Regions from separate parts of the Danio rerio genome. Here region 2 is linked to region 1. Evidence: chromatin contacts called from public Hi-C data. All regions are on one chromosome and are shown on one strand. The core of a region is the stretch at or near the end of the contact, and the rest is flanking DNA. Distances in the headings are between cores, read along the strand shown.

Evidence for each region. A called contact is a pair of places that touch in the nucleus more often than the background predicts.
Region 2: a Hi-C map of skeletal muscle shows a contact between it and region 1, with 4 times the contacts expected there. The contact joins two enhancer-like sites. A contact is called at or near these places in 6 of 18 Hi-C or Micro-C datasets (caudal fin, embryo, fibroblasts and 2 more) and 1 of 4 datasets of contacts at active chromatin or transcription factors (caudal fin).

The regions. Positions count from the first base shown.
Region 1 is chr22:16,400,690-16,403,313 of GRCz12tu, forward strand. It overlaps patj (PATJ crumbs cell polarity complex component), which reads right to left. Exons shown (of 44, transcript NM_001127185.1): 18 at 48-257. Among named protein-coding and RNA genes, the nearest start is that of patj, 49 kb to the right of the region's middle. Within about 2 kb of position 1,287, at least 11 of the 62 cell types and tissues checked have an H3K27ac peak or open chromatin away from gene starts, as enhancers often do.
Region 2 is chr22:16,704,216-16,706,839 of GRCz12tu, forward strand. It overlaps a transcript of nfia not described here. Among named protein-coding and RNA genes, the nearest start is that of nfia, 19 kb to the left of the region's middle. Within about 2 kb of position 1,331, at least 15 of the 62 cell types and tissues checked have an H3K27ac peak or open chromatin away from gene starts, as enhancers often do.

The DNA.
Region 1 (2,624 bases), core at 37-2,536:
TCTTGAATATATACCTAACAGAGCCATAATAACATATTGGCTCTTACCGCCAGAGGCTTCCTGATGCCAAGGTAGACCTTTCCAGGTGGAGCAGATTTGAGGACCTCAACAGCCTGGGCCAGAGAGCATGTTTCTAGATGGGTGTCATTGACAAAAACCAGCTGGTCACCGGGGAAAATCCCACCATGATTGTCGGCCACCCCTCCAGGCACCAGAGAGCGGATGACGATCACAGAGCGTGCAACATCCATAGGGTCCTGCAGAGGGCAATGCAGACCACAGCAAACACACAAACAGAACAACAGGGTGAAAGAAATTTTAAAAAAGAGCAGAGATGAAAAATGGTGACCGTGATTTAATCTATACATCACAGTTTTATCAGAAAGCAGATCTAAAAGAAGTTTCATTTATGTTTAAATCTTAACACAAACATTTAATTAAAACAGCACCTGTGTAAGCAGAGAATGGAAAAACGACATAAAAACAGCTGGATATGAAGTACCAGGAATGACCCTCATATTAAAGCCTACTTCCAAAAGAAGTTGCTGGAAGGCTAAATGAGGCCAACTTCCCACTCCAGCATCCCAAGTGCCACGGTATCAATCACATCTCTGGGGAGCATCGCCGTAAAACTGCAATTCAACCGATTTGATGTCTCCAACAATATATTTCATGACCCATATGGGCGGCTTTTATGTGGTGAGTGACAATATAAAAGTGATTAACAAGTAGTTATTTGAGAGTAAAAACCGAAGCGGGAGCGCAGTCATTAGTAATCTCATCTATCTGCCCATGAACATTTACGACCACCCGTGTCAAAAGACCAGCCGAACAGACAATCCTTGCTTTTTTTTTTTTTTTTTTTTTGAGACATTAATCTCTTCTACTGTCAGGTTGAAATTAAAAGCATGTTGTTTTTGAGCCATTACTGTACATGTATGAGACACTTTTTTTTTTTGTTGGACAGGGCCACAACAGACAATGAAGTTCACTGGATGTCCTGTGCAAAACTGCGGACAGCGGACCAGCAAACTTCACCAAGCCTGACTATAAAAATTGGGTCAGCAAGCCCAGCAATTACTGCCCCCTGATTACCCAGTGATCCACTGCTGCACGGTAAGCAGACGAGGAGAGAAAAGCAATTTCAGAGCGAGAGGAACTGAGGCCTGCTAGAAGGGAAAGAAAGAGAGGGGGGAAAAAAGACAGGAAAAAGTTGGAGAGAGGATTTGAAGTTCCACTCCAGCTGGCGCTTTAGGAGGACACAGGCTGCATTGTCCGGCTGCCGGGTTCCAGCCAAGCGTGCTTTGCTTTCCAAGCCCTGCTCTCATCCCACATGGCCAGTGATGTCAGCAGAGCAGCTTTTATATAAAAAAACAAAACAAAACATGGGGTACAGGCCAGCATTAGGGGGCTCCTAAGACGCCAATACGTCACCTGCTACAGAATAAAAATGGTTATGCTCATGAGAGATGGAAATAAAGCGAGTTACGTTGCTTCATTTCTTATTCAGGTTTCCATCCAAGTGCCTGTATGATTTAGATGGCGTAGAGTACATGGCTCATTGGGGGAGCAGCTGTCTTCCATGTTACAGGTGTGAGGAACATCTCAGGATCCAAAGAAAACCACAATCCCGGGAGCTTCTGGCTGGTGGAGCACATTACAGAGCCTAAAAATATCCAGTCAAAATTGGATTAAATCACTTTAGCTCAAAGGCAGCTTGCAGCCCTGTCATGAGGTTTTTCCTGAGGTCTACATAACCCTATTCGGGGTCAAAACTGTCGACCAGCTAACGGATGGGAATGAGGATTGGCGGTCGGAATAGATTGCCCATATTTCTTGCTGGGCTCAGATTCGCTACTGTGTCCATTTGCAGAGCGTTCCCTTGGCTGGCCCTGGTTGTCGAAGGGTTTGAAATTCTTCAGCGTGGTGTCAGGCGGACAGTAAATCTGCTGTTTTGCAGGAATCAACGGCAGGCCAAGTCATCTGTTTTGCTCCTGCGCTCTGACTCACCTTCAATCTTGCTGAACAGAATACCAGGAACTCCAGGACATCTTTTTTTCATCCCCTTTTTGGTTGTTTTCACCTTAGATGCCTTGAGAGGCATTGAATGCATAAGCAAATAGCATGATTGCATAAATGTAACGAGATGCTCCAAGTTTGGTCAACCTGTTATAATTTAAAATGTATTACAAATGTCAACATTCCAAGTGGATCAAAAAAGATTTTTTAAATTGTCAAGAATAAGACAAGAACAGGTGTCGTTAGGGCTGGGCAGATAAAACGATATTGATATTAACTGAACGAACACCATTGACAATAATGATAAAAAGCATGTTATGAAGTTTCGGTATGAAGTGCTTCAGCTTTATTAAAATGTGGCTGCGGAGCGTGCACATTGGAAGGAATGTCAATAAGTTTAGGGTTATTGGCAATCAAGGCACAAGGCTTGGTGGCGACAAGCGGCATGCACGTAACGCGCACATAGTTTTCAACAACACACATGAAAATGAAAACAGTGACGAGCAGCAGTGAGGAGATAAAAAAAGATGTAAGCAGGTTGCCAGAGTGGCTTTTTGGTTTCTTTTCTTGTGCATCTCAGCCACTAGCTCCCCATGTAATGTAAT
Region 2 (2,624 bases), core at 81-2,580, 300 kb after region 1:
TTTTTTCTAGATTATATTTTATTAAGGATGTACTTTTATTGTAGCATGTATTTATTATTATATTATAGCACAGAAGATGCATTTAGTTGATCAAAAGCAACCGTAAAGACATTTATAATGATGTAAAATATGCAAAAAAAATGTTCTTTAGCATAAAATAAATGCATCACAGTTTCTAAAAATAAAAAATAAAAACTTTAGCAGTTTTTAAAGCTTTTTTTGAAGAAATTTCTGAATTTTTAGAGAACTTATTAACTTAAAGGAAGTTCTTTTTATTAAAGCATGTATTTATTATTATATTAGAGCAAAGAAAATACGTTTAGTTGATCAAAAGCAAATTTAAAGACATTTAAAATGTTGTAAAATATGCAAATAAATGATCTTTGGAGTCAAATAAATGCATCATGGTTACTAAAAATAAATAAATAAACATTTTAGCAGTTTTTAATGCTTTTTAAGAAGAAATTTGAAAACTTTTAGAGAATTCATTAACAAAATAATAAACAAAATAATTTTTAATTTATTAAAAAGTACATAACATTAATATTAATGTATTTGACCATGATTAACGTATAAGGATTTATCATAAAAAATATAATACTTAAAAAAAAACTTGCATACAAATTATAAACCCATATAAAATTATGATTAAATTATTATTTTTACATTTGTGTCAAATGTTTTATAAAACCTTTCATTTTACATACATAATATATGTAATAAAATAATTTGAGTTTGTTTCATTTATATTTTTAAAGTTTTTTCAGGTCTGGGAGAATTCTGATTATAGGCCTTTACAAAAAATAAATCACACAATCAGTGCATCCCAAATCTGAATATGTGGGAATTCCATCAAAAAGAAAAAAAAATCTGTGATAAGAAATCCTGCCACTACACATGTCCGCCAATGTCCAGAACTCGCGGAGAGTCTTTCTTAAAAACAAGCCTTCAGGCAAGTACGGTCCATATGCAAGCTGTTGCAATAGGCAGGCATATGCTGGGTATATATAACACGTTTTCACCCTCCCCCTCATTCCTTCTGTTTGATCGCAGCACAGAGCGCCAGGAGCACGGCAGACCTCATGCTCGCTGTTCACGGCATACGTGCGTTCATTCAGCACAGATACGGACTGCGCAAAGACACTAACATCAATGGAGAGAATGCAAAGGCATCGGGCGCGCACGTAAACAGCAGACAAACAGATGTGCAAGGCAACCTACCCACCCTAAACACTTTAAAAAACACTACGAGACACCTGACAGCTGTTCCGGGCTGGGAGGAGGAGGAGGAGGAAAAAAAACATTCGCAGCTCGGAGCACACAGCTGGATATGGAAACAAGTCCCTCTCCCAAACATACACACACATGCGCGCGTGCGCTCGGCTCGCAGCATGCAGGAGCCGACAGGTGACGGAGATGAAAATTAACTACAACCACCATCCCAAGACAATCGCCTTATTACGCAGGTGCAAATGCATCAGTGCAAGCAGATTCTGTTGAGCTCATCTGTGATGAAGGGTAGATGTGAATGAAGCCAGTTCAAGACTGACCCTTGAACATTTCTCGAATTTTTTTTCTGTATGTTGGTCAAATAAAGAGGTAGATTTTTTTTTTTAACTCAAGCTATTTTTTTCCAGATATGATAATAAGTTCATTTTCATTCTATTAAACACTAAAAATATATATTTGAAGAAAGCTGTAAACCTGTAACCATTACCATACATGGTGGGAGAACAAATGTTATGGTAATCAAAGTTTAGTTTTCAGCTTTCTCCAGAACATATGCCTTTGTGTTCAACATAAGAAAGTAAATCAAACAGGTATAGAACAAGTAAGGGTGAGAAAACGTCAGATTTGGGTGAACCATACCTTTAAAAATCCATATTTCCTTCACCATCCACCACCCTTGAAACAGAAACTTAAAGGAATAGTTCACTTAAAAATGAAAATTCTGTTTTTAACTATCAACCCACCTGTCATTTCAATTCCCTGAGACCCTTGCTAATCTTCAGAACACAAATTAAGATAGATTAGATGAAATCTGAGAGCTCTCTCATTATTTTCTTCACCATCCTCTCTGATGGAATGAGCTACCAATGAGCAGATAAAGAATTTAGTATTTCTTCTCTATCTTCTGGTTGTCTAATAAACAAGCTATTGTGCATTATTACTTTAGCCTATTTCACTAATTGATTTTTAAGAATCTGTAATTTCACATTTCCAGAACCTTCACTCTCCCTGTTCCTTACTAATATAAACCTAAAGGAATAATTTACTCAAAAATGATAATTCAATGATTAATTATCAACCCTCCTGTCGTTTCAATCCCCTGAGACTCTCATTAATCTTCAGAACACAAATTAAGATATCTTAGATCAAATCTGATAGCTCTCTCATCCTCAAGAGAGAGCAACGGTCCAGAAGTTCAAAGTCCAGAAAAAGGAACCAAAAACAGTCATTGTCAAAAATGTTGGACCTTTACTGTCTATAGATAGAGAGCTGTCAGATTTTATCGGAAATCTGAAAATAAATGAAGGTCTCAGGGAATTGTAATAACACGAGGATAAGTAGCTATAAACTGAATTAAAATTTTTGGGTGAATTATCCCTTTAGTATATGATGGG